3 separate regions of the Mus musculus genome follow, and regions 2 and 3 are each linked to region 1. A link is a contact called in public Hi-C and HiChIP or PLAC-seq data. All regions are on one chromosome and are shown on one strand. The core of a region is the stretch at or near the end of the contact, and the rest is flanking DNA. Distances in the headings are between cores, read along the strand shown. Region 1 has its middle 3.9 kb from the start of Gm32803. Region 2 overlaps Cd101 (CD101 antigen). Region 3 holds the start of Atp1a1 (ATPase, Na+/K+ transporting, alpha 1 polypeptide).

The links. Hi-C and Micro-C count contacts between places; a contact is called where the count stands out from the background. HiChIP or PLAC-seq counts read pairs in DNA pulled down with a chosen protein or histone mark.
Region 2: a contact with region 1 is called in an H3K4me3 HiChIP or PLAC-seq map of the SCID.adh cell line, with 13 read pairs. The contact joins two enhancer-like sites. A contact is called at or near these places in 1 of 39 promoter capture datasets (hematopoietic stem and progenitor cells), 4 of 15 datasets of contacts at CTCF or cohesin (CD8 T cells, the NIH/3T3 cell line, embryonic stem cells and 1 more), 30 of 484 Hi-C or Micro-C datasets (the 3T3-L1 cell line, 3T3-L1-derived adipocytes, the C10 cell line and 17 more), 19 of 115 datasets of contacts at active chromatin or transcription factors (CD8 T cells, the SCID.adh cell line, a beta-TC-6 cell line and 12 more) and 4 of 9 other capture datasets (adipose tissue, embryonic trunk, liver and 1 more).
Region 3: a contact with region 1 is called in a Hi-C map of the N1E-115 cell line, with 5 times the contacts expected there. The contact joins the promoter of Atp1a1 here to the enhancer-like site in region 1. A contact is called at or near these places in 2 of 39 promoter capture datasets (hippocampal neurons and pre-B cells), 10 of 484 Hi-C or Micro-C datasets (the G1E-ER4 cell line, the N1E-115 cell line, cerebellar granule neurons and 7 more), 2 of 115 datasets of contacts at active chromatin or transcription factors (the SCID.adh cell line and microglia) and 1 of 9 other capture datasets (embryonic stem cells).

Annotation. Positions count from the first base shown.
Region 1 is chr3:101,299,120-101,301,834 of GRCm38.p6, forward strand. No RefSeq gene overlaps it. Among named protein-coding and RNA genes, the nearest start is that of Gm32803, 3.9 kb to the left of the region's middle. Within about 2 kb of position 1,367, at least 80 of the 459 cell types and tissues checked have an H3K27ac peak or open chromatin away from gene starts, as enhancers often do. A contact at or near this core is called in CD8 T cells, the N1E-115 cell line, the SCID.adh cell line and 7 more, where this site is marked.
Region 2 is chr3:100,997,831-101,000,545 of GRCm38.p6, forward strand. The region is part of intron 8 of Cd101 (CD101 antigen); the gene reads right to left. Among named protein-coding and RNA genes, the nearest start is that of Ttf2, 30 kb to the left of the region's middle. Within about 2 kb of position 1,366, at least 59 of the 459 cell types and tissues checked have an H3K27ac peak or open chromatin away from gene starts, as enhancers often do. A contact at or near this core is called in CD8 T cells, the SCID.adh cell line, adipose tissue and 2 more, where this site is marked.
Region 3 is chr3:101,603,375-101,606,089 of GRCm38.p6, forward strand. It overlaps Atp1a1 (ATPase, Na+/K+ transporting, alpha 1 polypeptide), which reads right to left and starts at 1,333. Exons shown (of 23, transcript NM_144900.2): 1 at 1,029-1,333. The coding sequence starts at 1,040.

The sequences.
Region 1 (2,715 bases), core at 117-2,616:
CGGAAAGCCATCTACCTACTTTAAAACAAAGTCTCTACGTTACCCGGAGCTCCTTAAGTAAGTTAGTCTGCTGGCCAGCCAGACTCAGGCCTCCCCTCCCCTCCCTGGAGCAGGACATTAAGTGCACATTAACAACCAGTGTTTCCACCCAGGTTCTGAGGACCAAACTCAGGTCTTTATACTTACAGGGCAAGAGTTTTACCAAACGAGCCGCCCTGCCCCTGTCATTCCACCATTTGAGTTGCGCTTTCCCATCTGTTTTCTCTCGTCTACCCATTACACACCCGTTATCAGATAATGCAGGTGGCTTCTGTTCTCAGCTCTTTCAAAATCCTCTTAAGAAGGGAAAGCCAGGGAACCCCTGAGTCTCTCTGCACCCCTGGGAGCCCCACCTTGCATCCACCCTGTCTCTAGGAGGGCTCTAAGTTCTCCTTTCTGTGAAATTCCCCCAAGTCTTACAGAAATCCTGTAACGACAAGTGAATAAATTAGCAAACAAATAAGACAGCCTGGATAAAAGTCGGAGGATTCCACCACTCAATATAAAATAAGACCACAGAAATGAAGGCATACTGAGACCAAGGCTGAGTGCTGAGGTTTGTTTTTCTCTCAAGAGAGACCAGGCTGTTACCAATGGTTAAGGCATCGGAGCCAAGGGGCAAGGGACCATGACCTCTAGCTGAGCCTCAGCTCAGTACAGCAGATTTATGACTGTGGGCACAGACACAACCTTTTTCCCCATTACAAAGATGCATTCTGTGGGGTGGCTAAAAGTCCACAAAACCGTTTCATCGTTTATGGTTACGAAGCAGCATAAGCTACTCCTTAATAGATTATCCTGATTTCCCAAACAAACACCAGAAAAATGGGACTTAGGTCTATTGTAGATCCTAGTTTGGAATCAGTAGGGAGCCCCAATAGTATTTGACATTGTGACCTCATGTAGAAGCCACTTGTGCATCTCTGAGCCTCATCAAAAAGAACTAGCAATACAGAAAGTCCCCGGATAAGGGGTCCAATCCTAAAACTACCACCACCGAGAGCTGTCATCTGTCCCTCTCCATGGTCATGGGGCAGTATCCTGTGCCAGCTCCTGCCAAGTGTGTATTAGTAAGTTCTGAACTGTGTTAGCAGCTTCGTGGTTTTCTGTAGCCTTTTGCAGCCTAGAAAACAGTTTCCAGCAAGAAGCCCCTGCTGTTCGATCCATTACGTGTGAAAACAGATAAGCCTGCGCATGTCCGCTGGGGGCTGGCAAGGGGAGGGAACTTAAACAAGAGCTAATTTGGCCTGTGGGGACTAGCTGAGGAAGGGCAAGCTGCTCTGGCTGGGAGCGAGGGGCTGGCAGAGGAGTCTGCCGCATACCGTGGCCACTTAAGGCTGGAGCACATGAAGGTCTGTTGTCCGCGGTTTGAAGAACGTTCTGCAAAGGGCTGGTTTACAGAAGGGGAAATTTTGATCTCACAGCACAGATCCGGTTTCCTGAGAACCATCTGCTTGTTTTTCTCCTTCCCAAAGAGCCCACAATCTCTTGTGGGAAAAATTCAGAATGTTATTGGCTTTCCGAGGAGAGGGGATTGGAAATGCCAGATAAATAGAGACTGCAAGCGACAGGGTTTCATTGTGTTCCCCTCGGGCTGTTGGGGAGAGCCACATGGTGAAGCCGTGAGACTGTGGATAGAAATGCAGAAACAGAACTGTGGGCTGGGGACAAAGCAACAGGGGCTCTGCTGTTTAGCCAGACCACACTCACGTTCCCTGTCACGTGAGGGGCAGGCAGCATGGACCGCGTGTGTCTTGCAAAACTACATGAGGATCCAAGGAGAACAGGGATATATAAGAATCTTGGGACTCAGCCGGGCAGGTGCACTCGCGTCTGCTATGGAGATGTCACTTAAACCCAGCCAAAGCTAAGCTGTTCATCTGCCCACGTTTAAAGCAAATCTTAACTGAATTCTGTACTGGAATGCTTTTGTCTGCCTGTGGCAGGAACCCAGTTTAAAATGCCTCACTCAAACTAAGGACAAGAGCCTTTAATTCACCCAACCAATCAATTGATGGTGCTTTACTGAGAGCCTGCCTGGTGCCAGGAGGTGTTCTAGAAGTTTCTATATTCATTAGCAAAGAAGACGAGCCCACACGTTCTAAGGGTGCTGATGAGTGGGTATAGCCACACAGATGTAAATATGAGTCTGTCAGGTAATGGTAAGGTGTTCTAGAGAGACGAAGCAAAGCCAAGGGTTGGAGTGGCAAGAGGGTTCCATGTTAGGCAGACATGGTCTCAATGGCTCACCTGAAGCCTATGTGGCAAATGGGAGCCAGCCATACTGCCACTTGTGGGAGACCATGGCTGAGAGACAGAATGGCATGTGCAAAGGTCCTGAGGCAGGAGCTAAGAGGCCAGTGGGGATGGAGCGAGCTGACAGGATGCAGAATTAGGAGAGTTGCTCAGAGGGGAGCAGCCAGGTGCTGAGGATTGGGGTACTGCTCTTGCAGTGTCTTTAGGGTTCTGAGGAGAGTAGCTGTCTCCTGTGACTTCAGGTTTTCAAGCCTGACTTGGCAGAGGCAGAGAGACCCCTATGCAGGTTACTATGGGGTTTGAGTGGGAGGATTAGGAGGGTGAGGTCAGATGTAGGGAGAGCTTGGGGTCAGAGGTGGTGCTGGCCTGATTAGCCTGTGGATGAGATGCAGGGGTGGGGCTCAAGCATGACATGAGTGG
Region 2 (2,715 bases), core at 116-2,615, 300 kb before region 1:
AGTGCTGAGTTGGCCAAGTGTGAGCCACTGTCAGCTCTGGTGCTTCTAAATGACCTCTCAGGGGAGGGCACTGGTTGCTCCGGATCCTGCGGTGCCCATTTCCCACCATCTGCCTCTCACCCAGATTTGGAAGAGAGCTGGTGACACACGAAACCATTACAGTTTGGCATTTTGAATCAATCCGACTAAGTGCCCCAGACTCAAAGAACAAGGCCTGCAGAATGGAGCCAAAGACGTAATGAACTCACTTCGTCTTGAGCAATCGTTTAGAAGTTGCTTCCTTCTGCCCATGTCCAGGCACACCAGGAAGAGCTTTGCTTTTGGACATTTCTGAGGAAATGCTGACTTGAGAGAGAGAGAGAGAGAGAGAGAGAGAGAGAGAGAGAGAGAGAGAGAGGTGTTTTCAGCCTCTCTCTACCTCCATTCAGAACTTGGGCCATATGAGGTCACTTGAGAGATCTGGCTCCTGCCAAGAACTAAAAGTGGGGTTTGGATCTCTGCAGCAAGTGTAGGCGGCCCCTGACAGCTTCCTGTTTTAACCTAATTGAAGGAGTGCTTGTTCATTCTCTCAAGTGTTAGCTCAGTGCCTCGTGCCAGACCTTGTTGAGTATGCCGAGGAGAAGAAACAAATGGCCTCTCTAGAAACTCCAGTGTGGGAGGAATGCATGCCTCCTTTAAGAATCCATTCCTTAATAAATTCTTATCTAAATAAAAACAGAGATACAGTGGTCTGGCCTACCACTGCATCAAGACAATTTTTCAGAACACAACATTTAGGTAAGGCGTTTGTCTGGCATGCATGCACAAAAATCTGGGTCTGAACCCTCGTGTTGTCTATGTGTGCTGTGTATATATGTGTATATATGTATGCTGTGATAGGGCAGATGTGTAATCCTAGCACTGAGGAGGTAGAGGCAGAAAGATCACAAGTTCACGATTATCCTACATAGCATGTGTTCAAACAGCCTGGGAGCATGAAACCTTAACTCAGAAAAAAAACAAACAAAAAAAAAAAAAAAAAAAAAACCAGGCAACACATTTGTACTTAGGATCTGAGGTGAGACAAAAAGGCTCAGCCTTATAGCACTCACCTTAGAGAGTCACTGTAAAGAGACAGTTGGGGGTGGGGGGAGGGAGGAACTAGGTCCAGGATATGTCTGCTCTGCCTCCACTCAAGCCACGTGATCCATGGCTCTTTCGTGGAGTTCTAAAGCTAACCCCATCTGGTGTGGCCAAATAGGGGAGGTGGTGAAGTGAGGAGCCGTTATAAGCTGTCTTTGATTTGGAGTCTACCAACATGCAGAGCTGGCAGTCAGCAGGAGTCAACTGAGTCAACGCCAGCAAACATCTGTGCCTGTCTTGGGTGCCCCCTAGTGGTGATCTGTATGGTACAGGTAGCTGCAGGGTGATGACGGAGAACCACAAGGGCTCAGATGCAGACCAGGAAGGATATTAGGAGGAGATGCTGGGCCGCTGTCAGGACTGCATCTCCATCCAACCCTGCTGCCTCTTCCTCTGTGTACTGTAAACATGCCCCCGAGCCTACCGACTTGAACCTCAAGCAGGACAAATAATTAAACCTCATGTATCAATGTTCCCTGCCATTTCTTCTGGTTTTCTCTCCTGACCTTTACAGCTCTTGAGAAATTACCTTACACCTAGCCTGTCAGCTTCCTCACTCTTCAGCCTCCTCAGGCTGACTTTCATATAGCTTTTCTGCCTTTACCATGTTAGATCCAGTGAAGATGTTCCCATTCTCTCTGTCGCTGTCTCTCTGTCTGTCTCTGTCTCTGTCTCTGTCTCTGTCTCTGTCTCTCTCTCTCTCTCTCTCTCTCTCTCTCTCTCTCTCTCTTTCTCCCTCTCTCTTTCTCTCTCTCTCTCTCTCTCTCTCTCTCTCTCTCTGTGTGTGCCTCTGCCTTGTCCTCTTGAGTCAGGGTCTCTCCTGTAGCTCATGTTACTTTTTGCCTAGGCTGGCAACCAGCAAACCCCAGAGAGCTTTCCTACTTTGTCACCAATAGAATCACACGTGCATATGAGGTCATGCCTGGCTTGTTGCAGGGGTCCTAGGACCTGAACTCTAGTTACCATGGTTACACAGCTGTTTTTTTTTTTAAGCCCTGAGGCATCTCCCATTCTTATCTTAAGCAGCCTATTGTACTTTTCCCTCTCTTGAGTTTCTCTCACCTCCTGATACCCACTGATACCTGATACCCACTGATGCCTGGCACTTTACCTCGGGGGTCCTCCCCTGAGCATCATTACTGGCCATACATTGATATCTCCTAGTGTACAAGTTAGGTGTGGGTCACCCTTGGAATTCCCACTATTTCCCAGATAAACGCTTCTTAGAAACTCTTTTTGAGTTGCGGTCCAGCTCAACTTGCACATATCAGAAAAATCTCCCGCTCTAAGCCTGGGTTTGGTTTTGCTTGGTAAACGGTCTCGTGATCCACCCAAGCCCCAATACTGATTTGCCTCTTCTGCTCACTCACTGACCACAGATGTCTAGCTAGCTAGCAACCTCCAAACACTTGACTGTTCACTCGTCCCTCCTTCTCACTAGCACCGCCCGAGCTCAGGCCTCCATCTCCCCTCATCTTGGCTACAGTTTCATGTAGCTCACCCTGCTCTGTCAGCCTCCCTTCACCTCAGCTTCACTGCTCCACTCAATGGGAACCTTCTAAATGTGACTCTGAGGGTGTCGCCGCTGCACCT
Region 3 (2,715 bases), core at 83-2,582, 300 kb after region 1:
AAGAATGTGCTTCCCTCTGGCTCCATCCAGTATATACCCGGGTGCCTTAGGACCTGCAGTGTCTACAGCTTGTCTGCTTGGTCAGCCCTGAAAAGGGTGGAATGGACTCTCCCACCTGTATTCTCATGACTGGTGCTTTTTCAAGCTAGGAACTGATATTTTCAGGGTTATTTTTTTAAGTTTTTAATCTGCTACTTTGAGGTCAAGAACTAACTCTTCCGAGGTGGACAGCAGTAACCGAGGTGGGAACTCAGTGTTGTTCGTGCCCGATTCCCTCATTCTCTTCGGGAACCGCTCTCGGGTGAGACAGCAGTGCAGGAAACCCGCATGGCTTTTCTAACACCATCAACTGCCCAGTCTCCAGTCCTTTGTTAGATTGACAGTACCCTGCGGCCCTGAAGGGTCAGCCTGGCCCCATTTAAGAATTGTGCTCCGACATAAAACAACACACCCCTCCCCGTCGTTAAGACGATAACACCAGTTACCAAAGGCACATCCTGTTATGGACAGTGGCCCATTTTAAAGCTCTCAAAAGTATACCTTAAAGGCTATCTTTGGGCTGTGAAGTCACACCCTTTCTGGCACCAGCTTCGCTGGGCTGGTTCGGCCTAAGGGGAAGCCAGTTTTTTTCCTTTGGGGGAGGGCGGTCGCCTCTGCGGGGAGCTGGCCGAGCCCCAGCGCCTCCAGGAGAAGGGAGTCTCGACCCGGAGGCTGCCCTCGCCGGCGCCGGGCCGCGGCGAGGACCGCCACCGCGAGGGGGCCCTGTCGGAGCTCCCCGGGGGAAGGGGAGGAGCGCTCCTTCCCCTGGGCACGGTGGGAGGAGGGAGAAAGGAAGCGCAAGGCGCGCGGTGAAGGCGACCAGAGGGCTCAGGCAGGGCAGGCGCCCGGCTCAGAGATGCCGCCCCGGGTGCTCCTCCTCCCGGGCCGCTGCCCGCGCTCAGCACCCGCCCCTCCATTGCCGAGAGCCCGGTCTCTAAGCCGCTTCCTCCCGCGCCCCCGCCCGGGGCCCGGGCTCGCCAGACACTCACCCCCTTCCCCATGGTGGCGGCGCTGCGGGCCCCGCGCCGGGTCCTGTTGCTGGAGACTAGAAAGAGAAGAGAGCAGCTCCCGGCCGGGAGAGCGGAGCCGGGGGAGCCGAGAGGCGGGAACTAGGGCTGCCGCGGGAGGAAAGAGGGAGGACGGCCGGCGCCCCGGACCGAGGCCGCCGCTGCTGCCGCCGCTGCTGCCGCCGCTGCCACGTGTCCGCCTCCTCCCGCCGAGGCTCCGCGCCCCAGACCCAGCCGCAGCTCGAGCCCGTGCCTCCTCCTCACTTCCTAAAATATGCAACCTGCGTGATGGCTCCGCCCACGCGTGCACGTCACCGTTACCGGAGCAACCTGACACCGGCTCCAGCTAGCTCCGCCTCCGCCTCTAACCCCTCCCAGCCGGGCCCAGACCGCGCTAGCGACTGCCTGCCCTGGGCTCCCGGCAGGAGGGCGCCGGTGCCCAGGACGCGGGTGTCTGGGTCTCTCAAGGGCTACGGAGCGCTCCCGCCTGCAGAACACTGGGGACTTGAGTGAGCAGCCTGCGGAGTAGGGTGCGGAAGGTCCACAGTGGGTGCGGCGCAGTCGGGGCTAGTCTACTTGCTCAGCGTAGCTTTTCTGGGGTCTCGAGGGGCCGGGGTTGGACAGCAGCTGCACGACTCCGAGGGATTCCTCTCTGCAGAATCCAGGCCGGCATCCTTCGGCGGCGGCGGATGGTGCTTTCCCTTTGATTCCTTCGTCCTGGGGTCCTCTCACTCCACCACTAGAGAAATGCTTCAGGACATATACACACGCGCGCGTGCGCGCATCACTTACATTTCCCTTCCCTTATGACCCCCAAATGACTATATAAAAAAAAAAAGTCAGTAAGAAATTCATTCACAGCACTGTATGAATGAAATCTTGCAAAAGAGGAGGGGGGATTAAACTGTTTGTTGGAGAGTTTCTCCTTTTTATGGCAGAGAAACCTAAAACCCAAAAGAACACCCATCTTTAGTAAAAGAGGTGGCTCAAGCATTTTGAAGAACAGCATCCACAGCATCCGTGGTTACCTTGAGGGTCTCATCAGACTCACTTCCAGCCAGTCGCATCCCACTCTTGGCCTGGCAGAGTTGCAGGGCGGGGCTTCTAGTTTCAGTGGCTAAGCAGGCGCTGTGATGGCTGAAACTTAACATCAGAAACAACAAAGTATTTGTTGTTGTTCTTACCAATCTCAGGAAAGCAAGCAGTCTGGGAAAGCTTAGGATTCAGAAGAGAAACTCGATTTCCATCTCTGAAAATACCTAGAAGTAAGGAAAACACTAACTTCTTAGATATAGACCTATCAACTTCAAGTGTCAATGCTTTGTAGGATGTAGAGCTTGCAAAAAATAGGTGGGGGTGGGCAGAGGGTAAGGGAAGGAGAAACACCCAAACATCTAGGCACTGTGTTATCAGTTCCTCCATAGAGCAATTCTCAGTACTTCTTAGAAACAACGGTTGCTTATACAACTGTTGCTTATAGCAGAAGGCAGCCTTTATCTCTTCCAGTGATCTACAGAACTTGATTAAATCAGTTTGGGGCTTAGAGAGAAGAGGAAACTATAAGCAAAATTTAAAATCACGATTCTGGGGAAAGACCCTTCAAATCCAGAGTACCAGTACCAGCCCTGTTAGTTCAACTGGAGGTCACAGAGTGTTAGCTAGACTTAAG